Linked DNA regions of Mus musculus: region 1 is linked to region 2. A link is a contact called in public Hi-C data. All regions are on one chromosome and are shown on one strand. The core of a region is the stretch at or near the end of the contact, and the rest is flanking DNA. Distances in the headings are between cores, read along the strand shown. Region 1 holds the start of Foxe3 (forkhead box E3). Region 2 holds the start of Trabd2b (TraB domain containing 2B).

Region 1 (4,628 bases), core at 234-2,733, 520 kb before region 2:
TATGGAGTACCACTACATAGCCTAGCCTAGCCTAACCTAGCCTAGCCTAGCCTATAAGTGGCCTCAGTCTCTCCAGTGCAGGGACCACACATGCATGCCACTATGCTGGACTAAAGCTTCCATTGTAAGGAAAGGCATTAGAAGAGCAGTGATGGGTAGTGCTCTGACCACAGGGTTTCATTTCTGCTCTGCCACTATTAGTGTACCTTGTGGGAGTCGAGGTATACTACTTTACCTCTCAGAGCACCTGTTCCCTCAGCCAAGAAACGGGGATAGTACTACCGCCCAGTGGAGCTTAAATGCCAGTGAAATACTATAAGTATTTACCAAATACAAAATGCTAAACAGTGGTAGCTGTGATTTGTTATCAGCTGTGTACAGGAGGGGAGTCTTTGAGCCCCATGCTTGAATTTGGATTTTGCATCCTTGGCTACAGGCCACCTGAATCTAGCTTTGGGCATCTGCACTAGACTAGCAAATTAGAGGGCAGGTCCGAGCCCTCTCCTCTCGAGGTAAGGGATAAGATATGCTTCATCAGAGATGGAGTCTGATGGGTGCCCAAATTTTCTCAAGGGCTGGCTGTACTCACAAGACCTTGGCAGTAAGTGCCTCTGGGACTTGTCACAGTAAGACCTTCTCTTGTCTCTGTGCTCCTTGCTCTGCCTCTACTTCCCTTGATCTTGTCAGTCTGCCTGCTTTAAGAACAAGGCTTCTCCGCCTTTGGCTCTCTCTGTGTGCTGGTGGGGCATTTTAACAAAAACTCTCCCCTCTCTCTACCCACTGATAATGCTACATCAGAAAGCAGTTCGCTCAGCCCTGCCTTCAGTGGAAGCATGTGGGGGGGGGTATGCGCCTTTTGGGGGGGAGAGGTGGAGTTATGTATGTTTGAAACAAGTTTCCCTGGAGTCAGGGATGGATAAGGATGAAGGGGGTGCAGCAGGGAAAGGAGTTAGGGCTTCTAAACATTTTCCCCTGCAACAAAGGCAGCCTGGTTCTGCGCTGTCTTGCTGTCTTCCATCATCTTCACTCTGGTTCTCTGCTGTCCAAAGGAGCCTGATGCCTCCCTGACCAGCTACATAGGATGCCTGAGGCTAGCAAAGACTGCTGGAGCGGGAACTAGAAGCATGGGGAAGGCTAAGGGGGATCTGACCTCTACAAGGCACAAAATGGGGAGAGGGCAGTAGAGTGTGCTGAATGGGTGTGTTTGTAATTGGGGTTGACCCAAAGGGGCGGGGGTAATGGGAGCAGTACTACCAAATACCACGGGATGGGGATGGGGCCCAGAGACTGACTCAGGGATGAGGGAGGGTCTGAAAAAAATTGACCCAGAGGGACTAGACCAAGGGAGGGGGAGAAACAGAGGTGGGCTGCCAGCCCGGGAAGGGGGCTGGGAAAGCAAATTAGAGGGCAGGTCAGGGCCCTCTCCTCGGGAGGTGGGAGTGTGTGTGTCCATATAAGGCGAACCTGCGACCCCCGCTCTCCGGGGCGCGAGCAGGGACTCCGCATCCCTAGGACCCCCACCCCCACCCCCCGCACATGGATGCGCAAGTCGCTTTCTCGGGCTTCCCGGCCTTGCCCTCGCTCACGCCGTCCGGGCCGCAGCTGCCGACGCTGGCGGGAGCCGAACCGGGGCGCGAACCGGAGGAAGTGGTGGGCGGTGGGGACGCCGAGCCCACGGCCGTGCCTGGCCCGGGGAAGCGACGGCGGCGGCCACTACAGCGTGGGAAGCCGCCCTACTCATACATCGCGCTCATTGCCATGGCCCTGGCGCACGCTCCCGGCCGCCGTCTAACGCTGGCAGCCATCTACCGCTTCATCACCGAGCGCTTCGCCTTCTACCGCGACAGCCCGCGCAAGTGGCAGAACAGCATCCGCCACAACCTCACCCTCAACGACTGTTTCGTCAAGGTGCCGCGCGAGCCGGGCAATCCGGGCAAGGGCAACTACTGGACGCTCGATCCCGCGGCCGCTGACATGTTCGACAACGGTAGCTTCCTGCGGCGCCGCAAGCGCTTCAAGCGCGCTGAGCTGCCCGCACCGCCGCCGCCGCCGCCGCCCTTCCCCTATGCGCCCTTCCCGCCCCCGCCAGCACCCGCGTCCGCTCCGCCCGCGCGCCTCTTCCGCCTGGACAGCCTGTTGGGCTTGCAGCCTGAGCCGCCGGGACCCGTGGCGCCCGAGCCGCCTTGCTGCGCCGCGCCCGACGCCGCCTTCCCGCCCTGTGCCGCCGCAGCCTCGCCGCCGCTCTACTCGCCAGCGTCCGAGCGCCTGGGGTTACCCGCGCCGCTGCCCGCCCAGCCTCTCCTGGCCTTGGCGGGATCGGCCGGCGCGCTCGGGCCGCTCGGAGCCGGGGAAGCCTACCTGAGACAGCCGGGCTTCGCGCCGGGGCTGGAGCGCTACCTGTGAGTCGCTTTCCGCTGCGGGAGCGCCTGGTGGAGCCTTCTGCCCCGGCCTGCGCTGGAGCAGTGCGAGCTTGTCCGTGGTACCCGTACCCGCCCGCCCGCAGCGTGGCGCAATTCGCTGGGTCCCCGAGCCTTGCTTGGGGCTAAGCCTTCCCTGCCCTCCTCCATCCCTGGGGAGACCCTGGCTGTCTCACCACCAGACTGAAGCGCCCTCTCCAATTTGAGGTCTTTCCTCCCTTTACTTGTGCTCCCCACATAAGCACCCTTGCACTGCCAAATCCGGTGCTTTGGAACTCCAGCCCCAGCCCCAAATGTCCCTGTGAGTTCCAGTCTGTGGAAACTTTTCGTTCCAAGGCACCTCCTCCATCTCTGATGTTTTGCCAACACATCAGAGGTCAGACTCCTGGGTTCATTACTTCTACCCCATCTTCCTCCATTTACCGATAAGTTTGGCAAATTTGTTCCCTGCCCTAGGTTTACAGTCTGTGCTTGTTTTCTTACCGAGCCTGTCTCCGACAAAGACTCACCTGAGGGCTCTGCTCTGAACAGTTCTTCAGATTTTCTAGGTTACTCGGCACCAGGATCTCCTGACTGAATGGGGAATTAATGGGAGTCTGTGGCTGCTCCACCCCATGGAAAGCACAGAACTTATCTGTTTATGGTTATTTTTCAATCAAAGCTGGTTTAATTAAAACAAAAACAAAGAAACATTTTTCTGGGTTTGTTGTGTTGGCTGGGAACTTGGGAGTTGCTGGGAAAGATGGTGGGTGACATTTGCCTCATTGGGATTCCATGTGGGATGACTCTCCTTCTAAGTCATTAGGCAGATTCTCCTGAAGTAGCACCAAGGAGTGATTCCACACAGTAGGCCTGGTCAAAATCTTCCACCTGCATCTCATAGATGGTAGAGATGAAATGGGGTATGGGTGGCTGAGTGCATTTAGAAAGCAGGTTGCCTGGCCCTTGAGACCATTTTCGTACTTGGTACCACAGTAAAAGGAAGTACATTAATTAGCATTAATCCACTCATCACCTCTCAGCAAAGAGAAATGTCCATTCCTCAAAATGAGGTCCACAGAACCTTATCACTTGGATCCTTGCTAGAAATGCAGGATTTCAGACCCCAGCACAGACCTATTAAATCATCAGACTCAGCATCTTAACAGAATCCTCACACGGATGGAGGAGAAGCAATTGGCTCAAGCTGGGGGCTCAGCCTAAAAGATAAAGCTCCCTGCTCTAAGGGATGAGGTTAAGTCACAGGCCACTTTCCAGTCTGGCCTTCATTTTGTGTCCCTTGCTAGATTATGAGAGGGGCAGTAGCGTTGACTGAATTGATTCATGATATGCCTAGTACCAAGGACAGGGCAACAACATCACTGCCCCAGGACTTGGCCTGTGACCTCGTGTGTCTTTGGTGCTAATTCATAAAGCAGAGTTTCCCCAAGATTCCTGCTCCAGCTCCAGGGCTCCCAGTCTCCCTGATCTTAACTTGGTGTAGGGAAGAGCAGAGGAGAGGATAACAGTCATGTTAAAAGCCCAAGTGACTAATGGATGTGTCTGGTGTTCCTCTCCTAGATAGCAGTGTTTGAGGCAGCAGAGAGGCAATGGAAGTTGAAGGTGGACAAGGAACAGCTCAGAGGAGAAAGGTGTGGGGGAATCTGAGAAGGCAGAAGGCCTTTTTTGGAGGTAGGATGGTGAATCTACTGACAAGTGCCTTCTCCTATCTGTTAGCTGCTTAGAACAAGGGTCAGATTCACTTTGCCTGGTGCATAGCAGCCCTTAGCATCTGTGGACTGGCTGTCTGAACAACAGAATTGCTTAGTGCCTAATACATTGTCTGCCTTAGTGAATAATGAATAAATGGACAGTATTTTCTTGTCCATCCATCTTTGCCATTCTCAAAGCGACTTGTGGGGGCATAAGAAGGAGAATGAGGTAGAGATGGAGGCAATTTTTATGCTTCTCACTTGAGAAAATGGGTCCACCTGGACCCAGCAGGCAGCAGGAAATCCAGACTATGTTCTCTGGGAAGGGAGCCACAAAGACCAAAATGCAAATTTTCTTCTGCTTCAAATGGTGTGGCTGCCCAGCTTCCTGCCTCCTAGCATCTGTACACAAATATCTTCTCAATTCAGAACATTCCCAGGGAAGGGAAGAACCCACTTGCCAGCCTGAAGAACAAAGCACGTCCTCTGCTCTCCATTCCATTCTTGTTGCCACAGCTAG
Region 2 (4,765 bases), core at 1,489-3,988:
GTTCTTACCTGGGAGAAGTTGAGCCCATTGAGAGGATGGCACTGCTCCTCAACCCGCTCCACAGCCCCTGTGCTCTTCTTCATCTTCTCAGCCTGCTGGGCCAGGTAGAGGTCCAGCACAGGCACACCTCGGGAGCGCACATCTGTCTCCGTGAGGGAGTTCACCATGAGCATCACCCACACGGGCCTCTTGCGCTCCCAGTTACCAGCAATGGCATTGAACAGGTAGTCAGCATACAGCCCCTTGCCGCGCTGTGCTGGCGTCATCCAGGAGGGGATCATCAGCTTCACATAGTCCAGGTGGCGCTTCAGGCGCCAGTAGAGCTCCCTTGGCAGCACGTCCTGCAGGTTCTCCCCATGGGGCAGCAGCTGGCAACTGGCCAGGGCTGAGATGGTATAGGGATCTGTCAGATCCAACTCAAAGTAGACGTGAGTGCTGGCCTGGAAGGCTGCTTTGGAATTATCAGGGATGAAGTCCCAGACTCGGGTATAGGGAACGTGGATGGTGCCAAACAAGTAGGCTGGAGGATGGCGCCGAATAGTCCACAGGAAGGAGTTCAGGTCCCTCTGCTACATGGAGAGAGAAGAAGAGAGGCAGATCAGTGAGGCCAAAGGCAGCAGGGCAGAGCCAGGGTTGGCACTGAGAGATTGCAGGGGTAGATGGGGCCAGAAGGCAGAGGCCCGCTGGCAAGGGCTTTCCAAGCTAAAAGTTCCACATTCAAATGCTGGCTTTGTCCTTTCTTAGTTGGATAATTTGTAGTATATCATTCTACTTCCCAGACTCAGTTTCCTCTTCTGCAAAATGGGGGTGAGAATGGGAGTTATTGGTAGGAGTGAAAAACAGAACATACATATCTGAAGCCCTCAGAGTGGTGCCAGGCACGGAGGAAGTGGGCAACGAAAGGAGGCTCTCTTTATGACTAGCTTTCACTGTGAAAGCCAAGGGCTGCCACACCACCTGAGAACATTCATGCTTGGCCAAGCCAAACCTTCACCAGGGTGTTTCATGTGTAGGGTGGGGGGGGGGGGACCAAGAGTCCTGCTCTGGCAAGAAAAGAGGAAGTCATATAACTTTTAAATACAGCCATTAGAAGACACATGCCAAGAGTACTCTGAAAGCAGAACACCTATTAAAAATAGCACACCTATTTCAGCAGCTCCTTCCCGTTCATCGGGTGGGTAAGGCTTTCTTCTTGGAGGGCAGGTCACGGGTGTTAGCTACTTTGCTCCACTCACTGAGACCATAGGTGAGAAAGGGTTTTAAAATCTTGCAAAGCCAAAGCAAGTCTCAGTTGCTGGTGTGGGAGGAGAGGATTTCATAGAATTAACCCCAGGAAGCATACATATTCTGGGTGCTTTCTAAACTCCCCCCACCAAAAAGGTGAGCCTAGCTCTCCATTTCCAAGTCTGTCTTTGTCTGTGACCTAGGCACACACTATGGTTGTTTTTTCCAGTATCAATTAGGATTTGGAAAGAAACAGGAGTAGGGGACTATCTCCCAAGCAAAGTCAGTTTCCATCTAGAAAAGTCCCTGGAGTGACCACTGACCACTTAACAAACTTTAGGTCAACTCATAACATATTCCTCCCTGATTCTGGCACAAATGAAAAGTATTTATTGTGGGTGGTGGACACAGAACCATAGTTTACCAACAAACCTTACAAATGTGAATGCACAATAGACAGTGCCTACCAGCTATCCAGCTGGTTTCTTGCACAAGGCAGACTGCTAGCTGTGCACCTTGCCCAAGGCCAACCTATGCCCTGCTAATAGGGTAGCACAGGAAGATCCTGCAACAGTATTCTCGTCTCCTGGCATCTAGTTCAGGATGATTGCCAACGCATTAATCTATATTTGAAGATAAGGGCATTGCAGGAAAAAATATCAAGAGATGCCGGGTTTGGAGAGGAAAGTTGGGAGAAGCAATAATTACTTGGTGCCCTTAGGAAAATATTAGACAAGCAAGTTCATCCTGTCATTTCCGTTTCTCTCCTATGATATCTTACCCTTTTCAGGAAACAGGGGCATTTGGGACAATCGGTACTGGGTAGGGTCTGGGGTACAGAGGGAGAGGAGTGAGAATGAGCACCAGGGTTGGAGGATCCAGCCTTAGGTCAGAAAAAGGGTCAAGGAGAGGGAGGGATGCCTGGCCTGGGGCACTGTGTGAATGAAACAGCAAAAGGGTTGGAAGTCAGGGTGTAGAAAAGGGTACTAGGTGTTGGGAAGATGAAGTCAGAAGAAGGCAACCAAAGGGTAAAGGTAGGATAAAAGACAGGAGAGTTAGAAGCGGACACAGAGAGGGGATCCATCCAACCAAGACCAAAAGTCTAGGGGAAACTGTCCGCGAGTGGAGAAGGAACCATCTGGGCTGGGCTCAGACTTGGAGTCCGGGAGGACAGATGCTAGGGAAGGGAGCCCAGGCTGTGCCCAGAGGGCGGAGGTGGAGCGAGTGGGCTGAATGGAGAAGGCTGGTCCCAAACCCTGGCCCCTCAGGCTGGAGTGTCCAGGCAGGCGGGAGAGTGGCAGGGCTGGTGCTCGCTCACCGATCCAGGCGGCCGGCACTGTCCTCCGTCGGGGGGTTGCGGACGGGCGCGGGCGGTGGCAAGGAGGGCGGCTAGCAGCGGCCCCGCCAGGGCGGCGTGCATCCTGCCGGGGCCCGCGGGACGCGGGGGTCCCTCTTGGGCAGCGCCCCCTCAGCAGGGCGGGGAGCCCCCAGCTGGGCACCGAGGATCTTCTGGAGCACAGGGCTCCAGGCGCGAGATGCTGGGAGCCCGCTGGGGCGTGGCTGGATGTCCCTGTCGGACCTGGGGGTCTCTCTGGGGCGGGGCTCCGGTCTGTTGGAAGAGGGGGATCCTCTGGGGCGGGGCCCCTCACCAGGGCGCGCAGCCGGGTTGGCCGAGCCCCGGAATTCTGAGAGCGCGCAGGGGTCCTAGAGCGCGTGGGGGTCCCGGAGCCGCGTCAGGGTCCAGGGGTACGCGGGGCTCCTGGGGCAGTCCTGAGATTCCAGGGTGAGCGGGGGAACTCGGGTTATGCTGGGCACCCGGGGCGCGCAAGGGTCCCAGGGGTGCGCGGCGCTCCAGGGGGCGCGCAGTGGGACAAGTGCGGCAGAGGGCGCGGCGGGGCGGGGGTCTGCTCTGAGGTGCCGGGCTGCCCCCGAGCCCGGCTCAGAGGGGCGGCGGGCGGCCGCGCGGCCGCTGCCCGGGCTCCGCCATGCTGCTCCGCGGCCGGGAGGGAGGGAGAGAGGAGGGCGGGAGAGCGGCGCGGAGCCGGGCCGGGCGGGGGGCTGGGGCCGCCGGGCGGGGGAGGGGAGGACCCGGCGCGGGAGGCGGGGGGCCGGGGCCGCGGCGGGCCGGGCCGGGCCGGGCCGCAGGGAGTCGGAGCGAGCTCGGCGCCCGGGCGCGGCGAGGCGGGGTCTGCCGGGCATGGCAGGCGCTCGCTGGCTCCGCGCTCGCTCTCTCGCTCGTTCCCTCGCACGCGCGCGGAGGGAGGCGAAGCCCGCAGCAGCCACTTCCCAACTTTCCAAACTTCCCAGCGCAACTTTTTCCTCTCCTCCCCTGCCTGCGCCTCCTCCCTCCTCCCTCTCCTTTCCTCTCCTCTCTCCAGCTCTGCGCCGGGATGTAGCTCCTGAGCGCTACCGCCAGAGGGCGTCTGGCTCAGTGGACCTTGGGTTAAGGTGGAAGTCCAATGGTCAGGCTGAGACAAATTTGGGAACATGGGCCAGTTTCTCAGAGCACATCTGCGAGGCCTGGCGAGAGTAAGCAGTTAACAGGACAGGATTTGTGTAGGCACTTCGAGGTATATCGGAGAATGAGATGGTCACTGGAGATCCAGAAAACGTGGTATTTGCTTACAACGTTTTGTCATGCTGCTGTGCCTAACACCACCACATGTGTTCCTAGGCACTCTGCAAAGACCCACTACATTAAATTAAAACATGTCTAAAGAACATAAAACAATTAGAATTCCTTGGAAGCTCCATTCAGTCAGTCATTCTCCTGTCTGTTTCTCTGGGTGTACACACACACACACACACACACACACACACACACCGCTGTTGTTAAACAAGATTTGCTAAGACTCTATCCTGATATTGGAGGTTAAAGATAAATTGTGTGATATTATCAGAAGTCTATAGCTGACAGACATGATGAGATATGCAAGTAGACAATTAAAATACAATCATAGCAGAAGACCAAGAAAAGGCAGGCAGAGGAAGGGTTCCTGAGGCAGGCTCAATGGACCTCAGGCTAAGAGGTGGAAGTCAGGCTGAGACAAATTTGGGGATATGGGTGAGTTTCTCAGAGCAGATCTGCGAGGCCTAGTGAGCATAAGCAGTCAGCAGGACAGGCTATGGGTAGGCACTTTGAGGTATATCAGAGGTGCCCTGGAGTCAGGGCAAAGCCCTAGGAGATGATCTTTAAGATCTTTAAATCAGCAGTAGCTAATAGAAGGGAGTGAAGTGGCCGGGTGTGGTGGCGCATGCCTTTAATCCCAGCAGCACTCAGGAGGCAGAGGGCAGCCTGGTCTACAAAGTGAGTTCCAGGACAGCCAGGGCTATACAGTGAAACCCTGTCTTGAAAAAAGAAGAAGAAGAAGAAGAAGAAGAAGAAGAAGAAGAAGAAGAAGGAGGAGGAGGAGGAGGAGGAGGAGGAGGAGGAGGAGGAGGAGGAGGAGGGAGTGAAGCAGATGGATCACCTGCTGCCAAGGTATAAAAGTGGGATAAAAGGGCCTTCAAGGGACTGCCTACAGAAAGCAGATGGCCAGAA

The links. Hi-C and Micro-C count contacts between places; a contact is called where the count stands out from the background.
Region 1: a Hi-C map of embryonic stem cells shows a contact between it and region 2, with 4 times the contacts expected there. The contact joins the promoter of Foxe3 here to the promoter of Trabd2b in region 2. A contact is called at or near these places in 19 of 39 promoter capture datasets (the 3T3-L1 cell line, 3T3-L1-derived adipocytes, the HPC-7 cell line and 12 more), 1 of 15 datasets of contacts at CTCF or cohesin (large pre-B cells), 18 of 484 Hi-C or Micro-C datasets (LSK cells, embryonic stem cells and nephron progenitors), 12 of 115 datasets of contacts at active chromatin or transcription factors (astrocytes, craniofacial prominence, embryonic forebrain and 6 more) and 1 of 9 other capture datasets (embryonic stem cells).

What each region holds. Positions count from the first base shown.
Region 1 is chr4:114,922,922-114,927,549 of GRCm38.p6, reverse strand. Foxe3 (forkhead box E3) reads left to right here and starts at 1,483. Exons shown (of 1, transcript NM_015758.3): 1 at 1,483-3,107. The coding sequence starts at 1,537. The coding sequence ends at 2,403.
Region 2 is chr4:114,404,697-114,409,461 of GRCm38.p6, reverse strand. Trabd2b (TraB domain containing 2B) reads right to left here and starts at 2,738. Exons shown (of 7, transcript NM_001085549.1): 1 at 2,543-2,738; 2 at 9-569. The coding sequence starts at 2,644.